Regions from separate parts of the Arachis hypogaea genome. Here region 2 is linked to region 1. A link is a contact called in public Hi-C data. All regions are on one chromosome and are shown on one strand. Each heading gives the region's core, a stretch centred on a gene start, on an enhancer-like site or on the middle of the called end of the contact. The rest is flanking DNA. Distances are from core to core; before and after follow the strand shown.

Region 1 (4,453 bases), core at 1,293-3,792:
ACTGAGTCTGAGTCGTTGTAAGAATTGCCGCCAGCTCCCTTCACTCGGACAGTTACCCGCTTTACAGCATCTGGAGTTTTTTGAACTTGATGAGATGGTGAAAATTGATTGTGAGTTTTACAAAAACAATGAATCATTACAGCATGAGACGCCTTTCAAAGCTCTTGAAAGTCTGGCATTTAAGAAAATGCGTGGCTAGTGGGAGTGGCATATTCCTGATGAGTTTGATGGATTTCCCAAAGTTAAAAGGCTTTCAATAGAACAATGTCCGGTGTTAAGTGGAGATCTGCCTGCTCGCCTTCCGGCTCTGGAGAAACTTAGCATCTGGAAATGCAAGGAGCTTGCATGTCCACTGCCGAAATCTCCCAAGCTTAGCCAGTTATGTGTAAGTGAGACTTATGTTGGGAATCTGGCACCGCAGGAGGTAGTTATTTCAGAAACCCAGCTGGCAATGTCCGTATTGGAATGCCTGCCGCACATCCAACCGCCTCGTGTCTGACTTCTGAAGATCAGAAAGTGTTGTTCAGCCATATCAATTTCAGGATATTATTTACCCGCTTCGTTGCGATATCTGGAACTCACTTGGTGTTCAAAGTTAACATTCTCCGAGCAACTGCAACACATATTCCTAACGGAGATAGATGTGTCCAATTGTGATTCACTGATGTTGCTTCCGTTGGGGGACCTTCCAAATCTCATGAGACTCAAAATCGATAAGTGTGCAAACATGGATTACGTTGTGGTAACATATGACGATGATTATGACGCTCTTCCAAGTCTCCATTCTTTAAGCATCTCAATGGATTCTTTTAGAGAGGAGTGCCTGCCACTGAGCTTGACAACTCTTGGGATCTGTGGATGGGAGAAGCTATCAAGTTGGAGATTGCGGAGTGAAGGCCTTACCCATCTTGCCTTCCTGCTTCTCTTGAGTCTCTAAAATTGTGGAACTTTCGAGATCTGGAGACGCTAGACTGTAAGGGCCTTAAGTATTGAAGACTCTCTTAAGCTGGAGAATATCACAGAAAGAAAAGTTGCTGCCTGCTGGAAAAGATTCAATCTGAAACTGACATCGTCCACAGGTAATTGTTTTTGGCTCTTCTCTAAGCTCACTGCACGTTGTCCAATTACAATGCTAATTGTTGGCACCAAACATTTTCATTCTTTGTTAATACACCATCACTATATTTTGTATCTTTTCATTCTTAGCCATTTCTCTAGACCCTGGCTACTGTGTCAGGCACAAGAAAAAACAATTATTGGCCAATTTTCATACTTGACTACAGAATAAGAGGATGACTAGTGTTGATTCTGATTTTCTACCATTTTTGCATCATGTAAGGGTTCTGTCTATTAATGTACTATGGAAGACTTACGTCCATACTTTATGACATGGATTATTCTGTTTGATATGTGTGAAGTCATGCCAACTTTTGAATTATAGGGTGTCGTTATCCAGAAGCTGCATGTTAGTCCCAATACACTTCCATAGTCAATATCTACAATTTCTAATATATATTCATTTAATAGGGTGTTATATAGTTTGAGTTCTGTCATTGTGTTTGTGTGTTGCTATTGCTGCTACGGTGCTACCACTTACACTGTTTCTGTATATTGGAATTGCCTACATAATCATACCTTGCTTTCTTCAGGTGTGTAAGAACACACAGATCAACTTGCTATACCAATGAATCCCTCTAGAGCAACTAATTTTGTGAATAAAGACTGCAAAAGAAGTCAATAATCAAAGGTAACTTAAGGTTTATAGTTTTTTTGTGCTCATGTTATGCATTATTTAAATCCTTGTCTCCATCTAATTATACTTGTCTTCGTTTTAAATGCGCAGTCTAAGATTGCAAGAAAATTGTTTCATAGATATGATAATGCAAATATTCGATGATAAACTAACCGTGGTTGTGAAAGGCTTCCTCGATATGCAGTTTCAAGCATCCAGTGAGTGTGTTGATCATTAATTTCTTGGTGTTGCTAACTGAAAGACATTAGAAGATCATAACCAATCTGGCAAAAATTTAATTCGTTAAATATATCTATATAAACACAACTCTAGCTCCATTGGTTGATGTTTCATCCTTCATAAAACAAATGTTATACTTTCAATATTCTGCGGCATTATGGTGCTATCTCATTATGCTTCTTATAGTAAACTCGACAATTAACAATTTTGTTATCCTGTACAGGTATTGGGCCTCCCGAAGACCCTGAAAACATATGATTTCTTCCCTGAAATTGGTGAATCTATGATGGGGACTGCTAGCGTAAACTGGTCACAATTCAATGCTCGGTTGCACTCCAGCTAAAAAGCCTGAGTAGAGCTGCTTCTTCTTCTCTAATCTGACTCTTCCAACAATAAAAGTAAACTGCTAGATGTACACTGCCAAATGAAGGAAAATTTCTTAAATCCTGAACGAGGGGGAGCTTTTCTATTCTTCCCCTGCATATATCTTAAGCCATTGCAGTGATTTTGCAATTTTGAGAGTAAAAGTATTGGGATCTGCATCAATAAAAGGTGAAGATGATATCCGGGGCCGAAAATTTCTTCCTCAATGAGGACGAAAGAATTTCTCCAAATAAAGCTCAAAAGTTTGGTACAAAATTTCCAACGTATGCAGGATTGAAGTTGATATAGGAGATGGATTAGATGTTACATCTTCAACAGGTAATTTATTTCATTCTTTTCTAAAGCTATTGCATGCTGTCTATATATATATGTTGTGGTTCTGTAATTTGCAATTTTTAGTGTTTGGGCATTTGACTGAATTGTGATGATTAATTTCGACACTCACTTGGAGGTGTTATTTGTTACCTTACTAAGAAGTAAGAACACTTGCTTATATTATTAAGAAGGGTTAAGTACAATTTTTGTCTTAAGGTTTGTCGAAAAATTTGTTCGTTTCCAACTATTTTTTGTATACAAAATCGTTCCTAAGGTTTAACTTAGTTTTAAAATAGTGATTTGTTCTAAAATTATAATTTTTATTACCAAACTACTCCTAACCAAAAAAATTATAAATTAAGAAAAGGAGAAAAAAAAAAAAACAGAATGGATAAGAGGGAAGAAGGGGGAGATCAGGCGAGGGGAGGGGGGAAGTAAGAAGAAGAAGGGGAAGGGAAGAAGAGGGGAAAGGGGGACGGCGCCGGCGAGGGTTGGAGCTGCCGTCGCCGTCGCTGTCGCCGGCCAGGCTTGGGGTCGCCGTCGCCGTCGAGAATCAGAGCCAGAGGGAGAGAGAGCCTTCTTCATGATCCTGCTCACGTTTGCGATCGGTAGGAACTGGTTCGACTCCTGCGGCGACAGCTCGCTGTTATTGTTCCCAGTGGAGGATGGTGACTTGGTGCGCTCCGCCGCTGCTGGTGATTTTATTGTTGTTGTTGCTGGTGATGGAGAAGCAAGAAAAAGAAGAATAAAAATTGGATATTTGGTGAGAAAAGAGAAGGGTATTTTAGTACTTGAAAGACCATTTTAAAACTAAGTTAAATTTTAAAATGATTTTGTGTGAAAAAAAAGGTTAGGAATAAAAAAAATTTTCAGACCTATAAGGTGTAACAACATTATTTAAGAAAAAATTAAGAGTATTTATTTTGAAATGTGTTTCAATTTTTATTTCTTTTTTTTAATAATAATGAACAAGATTTGTGGAAACTAATTGTATGTTGAAATAATATTATTGAGAATAACATGAAAAGGCGAAAATTTTCACTGATGGCTAATTCCGTAATTGTCCTCCGACATAATCATCTTTATCATGGTGCTGTACGTAAAAGCCAGCATTATTGCACCACTTGATTTTGTCCCAAGACCATAAAGCTCATCATTCATCAAGTCAATTTTAGTCATCACAAATCAAACACTTTTCTTAGCTCCTGTTTGAGAAAACCCAGAGAGTACATTGCAAACTGTGAACCCTTCTTCCCTCATCCTTCACCTTTCTTTCTTCCTTGTGATCTCATCAGCTGCACTTGAGATCCAATCATGGCTGCAAAACTTTATGGTGGAGCATATCTCACTTCCTTTGTTGATGCTATTTTGGAGAAGCTTTCTCCAATACTTGAAGACGACTCATTTGTGGAAAGGAACATCTTGCTTGGAAGGTTGGAGAAAACTATGTATGAGGTTGGACCTGTTCTTGATGATGCTGAGCAGAAGCAGTTCACTAACAAGAAAGTGAAGAAGTGGCTTGTTGATCTCCAAGATGCTCTCTATTTTGCTGATGATTTGGTCGATGAACTCTCCACTAAGGCCGCCATCGCCACCACTCTAAGAGATCCAGGTATCTCTTCTTCCTGTTCTTCTCTTGTTGATTCATATATTGAAGATACTGGTGACATGGAAAAAATAGTTTGTACACTAGAGTCTGTTGTAGCAAAGAAAAATTATCATCGTCTGAAAGAGTGCCCCAAGGTGGACATGTCGTCATGGAGAACTCCATCCACATCTCTC
Region 2 (4,453 bases), core at 1,426-3,925, 150 kb before region 1:
TTGATGGCCATGTCGGAGAGACCTTGGTTGAGGGGTTACTTTGCTGGGGGGAAAAATGTAAAAGATGGGAAGATGTATATTTTCAACTTAAGTTGTTCTTGTAACACAGCATGAGTAAACTCTATTTATTGTGTATTTCTATCAAAATGAAGCAAGTAATGTAAATGGTTAACAAGAATGAATAATCACTTCTTATGGTGGTTTAATTGCAGCATATTTAGCCATGGTCTCTGTTCTCTTTTATGCACTGGAACACTAGTAGGAAATAAGTATGTCATAGTTTGGTCCACAAGGCACCACCATGAGGCTTAATTGTACATATAAGTAAATAGATGAGGCCTGATTATATAATCAAAGTCAACAAACTTGACATTTGATGCATAATTGTATTGACAACCTAATACGATATACTATATATTGTAAATCTATTATCTCACCAAATGCTTGCTTTTGCAAGGTATAACTGAAAAATAGTGATATTATTCTTTATTTTAAAAAAAATCAGTCAATTAAACATCAGAGAGATAATAGCAATGAGTTTTATATAATTAGTTTCTTCTTTTTATCCATCAATGTAAAAGGAGCAAGAAAGAAAGAGAAAAGACTCAATTAGTAATTACAAAAATAATTCATGTACATAAATTCTATCAAAATTTATTGTGAAAGGACCTAAACTTCTGACCAAATCATAGCTATGATTTTGGTTTGAAACTTTGACTAAGTGTAGCAACAAACAGTTAACACTCCTAACTCCACTAGATTAGTCACAAGTTTCAGTCAATTACACATTTTCAGAGACTTAAAACAGTTTCCAAAAAACAAAAGTCTGAATACTACAAAGACATTGATGTGCCTATTATAAAATCTAGCATGCAATTTGGTGTTTTGTACATGCTAATTTATAATCAATATACAATTTTGGACAGTAACCCATCAATGTAGTCTTCTTTATAATTTGAGCATTCATCCAATATCACTCTTCATGCAAAATGGAAGCACTTTCTTCCTGTCCAGGATACTTCTTGTTATGCCTGGAACAATGATTTCATGCTCCAGATTGAAGCTTCATCCGCCGCAAGGAAAGATAAGCCAAGAACCGGTAGCCGAAAACCATGGCTATTAGAGCAGCTACTTCTGTCAAACCACTGTCAATTTTGATCCCATTTACAACTGGAGTTAGTTGTTCATATTGCACCTTCAGCAGCAGTTTGTAGGTGTGGTAGTTGAAAGACATGTACCAAATCCAAGAAATGAATATGGGAACTCTGCTAAAATTGAGGATCAAGTGTTAGTTTCTTCTGCTTGTAGATTGCTCAATTTATACATAGAATTTTTGGTCTAAAAAAATTCGAAATATTTTGTTTTGGACTATACCACTAGTCTGTTTTTGTTAATTACTACCATAGCAGACATAAATCCAACTAAAGCTTTTAACAAAGACAAACTAACGGCAGAGACTAAAACCAAATGTTTTGATTTAAGTAAATCCATATGATCAATTTGTTAACTTGACACCACAAAGTGCAAGGCAATAATTAAGGGCTCACGTTCAAAGAGAAAAACAAGGATATATATGTTTACCTGCACAAAGAACCCTCCAGCCAGCATGAAAGTCATGACAGTTACTGAAGCCAAAGCTGTTGCCCTTTTCATGTCCATAAGTGTTGCTCCAATAGCAAGTCCAAGTCCCTAAATTCATGACAAACCATATTTAGAAATGAAGGCTAATATTGGTTTCTATGTTAAGCACATAAACAGAACTACTAAGAAAAGCTTTTAGGACCAAATCGAAATCACTGTAAAAAATAGTGACAAAAATAAAGTTTTTCCTTTTCTAATGCAGATACATACCTGAGCCGCCACAATGCAGAGGAAAAAGGGGTAGCATTGAGTCTCAAACCAGCCAAGAAGTAAACAACAAGGAGAAATAGTACTGGTAATATCAAGTCTAGTGCAAGGTCACTTATGATTCTGGCCAAGAAATATGCACTTAGTCCGTACATATCGGCCGCTCGCTCCGTACTCAGTATAGCTAGCTCTTGAGAAATGAGAATGTGACGGTAATGCTAGAACTTGAGAAGGGGGTTGAATCAAGTTGATTTCAGAAAAGAAATTCTTTTAGATGTTTTCCTTAAAGCAGATTATGCATGAGATTTTTTGTGTTTTGCCTCTGAATCCAGAACAGAACAGAGTAGGGAAGAAGAGAATCAGGTAAGTATGTATCCTGTTTTGCCTCTGTATTTTTATTTACATAGTTATAGTTATTTAACGGAATAAATTTGAATAAATAATTATAATATTATTGCATTAAAATTATTCTTAACATTGATAGCGAAACAGAGATCAGAGAATCACCCTTTTGTCATGTGAATTTTCTATCATCATTACAGACATATGCGATATTTTTCAACAACAAAGCTAGCTCTATAAACAATTGAATTAGACAATTATACCAAAAAAAAAGTTATAAAAAAGAAACGTTCATTATAATCTTAATCTTAACTATAAATATAAAAAAAAGTCTCGTGCCCCACAAATTCAACCCAACAGAATACATAAATTCAATTATAATTTTAGTCTTTATTATCTTATCTTATCTTTATCTTATCTTTAGTTGTTCTTATCTTATCTTTATTTGCTTTTATCTTTCATAGGACAATGTTCTATATATTCTTAATTTTACTTTTATATAGTTTACAATTCAATTCAATCAATCAACGATCAATAAAATTTCTTCATCTTTTCTTTCCTTTTTCTTTATTTTCCGTTTTGAATGATCGCTTGTGTTAGCTAATACAATAATGGCGGGTGGTTTCATAGAGAAGGGGTCTTCCGAAAAGAACTATCCCGGAAAACTCACTTTCAGAGTCTTCATAACATGTGTCACCGCTGCATTTGGAGGTCTTATCTTTGGATATGACTTAGGCATTTCAGGTGGAGTCACCTCCATGGATCCTTTTCTAAAGAAATTCTTCCCTGATGTGTACGCAAAGGAACACAACATTAAGCCCACTGATAACCAATATTGTAAATTTGATAGCCAAGTGCTCACACTCTTCACTTCCTCTCTCTATTTGGCTGCTCTTGTGGCCTCAATCTTTGCATCCAAGGTAACTCGAGCCTTCGGTAGGCGCCTCACCATGATCTCCGGCGGTGTTCTCTTTCTCGCCGGTGCAGCTTTGAACGGCTTCGCCCAGCAAGTTTGGATGCTTATTGTTGGCCGCATGTTGCTAGGTTTTGGAATCGGATGCGCCAATCAGTCTGTGCCGATCTACGTGTCCGAGGTTGCTCCATACAAATACAGAGGAGCACTTAACATGTTGTTTCAATTGGCAATCACCATTGGCATTTTTGTTGCCAATATTCTGAACTACCTTTTTGCCAAGATGGAGAACGGAGAAGGGTGGCGCTATAGCTTAGGTTTGGCAGGAGTCCCTGCAATAATGATCATCATCGGTGCAATGTTTCTTCCTGACTCACCAAACTCGTTGATCGAGCGTGGACAAGCTGAGAAGGCCAAGGAGGAACTAATCAAGATTCGTGGAACCAATGATGTTGACGAGGAGTTTAAGGATCTTGTTGCTGCCAGTGAAGCCTCCAAACAGGTCAAGCATCCTTGGTCTTCTTTGCTCAAAAGTGAGTACAGGCCTCACCTCACCATGGCCATAGCCATTCCCTTCTTCCAACAACTCACTGGCATGAATGTCATCACATTCTATGCTCCTGTTTTGTTCAAAACTATTGGCTTTGGTGGAACTGCTTCCCTTATGTCTGCCATGATTACCGGAGGTTGTAACGCCCTTGCCACCCTTGTTTCCATCTTTACCGTTGACAAGGTTGGCAGACGAAAGCTTTTTCTCGAAGGTGGTGCTCAAATGTTTATATGTCAGCTTGTGATCGCAGCTGCAATAGGTAGCAAATTTGGAACAGATGGAAACCCTGGAGTTCTTCCCAAGTGGTTTGCCCTAACTGTTGTGGTATTCATATGTGTCTACGTGGCGGGATTCGCATGGTCGTGGGGTCCACTAGGATGGTTGGTACCCAGTGAAATATTCCCGCTTGAAGTTCGATCGGCAGCTCAGAGCGTCAACGTTTCGGTTAATATGATCTTCACCTTTGCCATTGCCCAAGTTTTCACTTCAATGTTGTGCCATATGAAGTTCGGGCTCTTCATCTTCTTTGCATTCTTTGTGATTGTTATGAGTATCTTTATCTACAAGTTCTTGCCAGAGACAAAGGGTGTTCCCATTGAAGAAATTTCTCTTGTGTGGGAGAATCATCCTTATTGGAACAAATTCGTCAAGTCCTCTGCTCAAAAGAACAAGATTGCTGCGCCAGATTCTCAAGTTTAGGATTCCATAAATATTCTTATCTTTTCTATTTCTTTGGTTTACTGTTTATTATTGGTTTAGGTTTGTTTTTGTCTGGTTGTTATTGATGCGCCAGATTCTCA

The links. A called contact is a pair of places that touch in the nucleus more often than the background predicts.
Region 2: a contact with region 1 is called in a Hi-C map of an unstated tissue, with 3 times the contacts expected there. The contact joins the promoter of LOC112728701 here to the promoter of LOC112730695 in region 1. A contact is called at or near these places in 2 of 8 Hi-C or Micro-C datasets (leaf and an unstated tissue).

The regions. Positions count from the first base shown.
Region 1 is chr12:117,531,844-117,536,296 of arahy.Tifrunner.gnm2.J5K5, reverse strand. LOC112730695 (putative disease resistance RPP13-like protein 1) reads left to right here and starts at 2,542. Exons shown (of 3, transcript XM_025780758.3): 1 at 2,542-2,674; 2 at 3,967-4,453. The coding sequence starts at 3,986. It overlaps LOC114924882 (a long non-coding RNA gene), which reads right to left and starts at 3,403. Exons shown (of 3, transcript XR_003812796.2): 1 at 1,907-3,403; 2 at 1,636-1,722; 3 at 1-1,228.
Region 2 is chr12:117,684,920-117,689,372 of arahy.Tifrunner.gnm2.J5K5, reverse strand. LOC112728701 (sugar carrier protein C-like) reads left to right here and starts at 2,675. Exons shown (of 1, transcript XM_025778963.2): 1 at 2,675-4,453. The coding sequence starts at 2,802. The coding sequence ends at 4,352. The region is part of intron 1 of LOC112728706 (prolycopene isomerase, chloroplastic); the gene reads left to right. All of the region lies in intron 1 of LOC112728696 (putative disease resistance RPP13-like protein 1), which reads left to right. It overlaps LOC112728704 (putative disease resistance RPP13-like protein 1), which reads left to right. Exons shown (of 6, transcript XM_072209963.1): 6 at 1-214.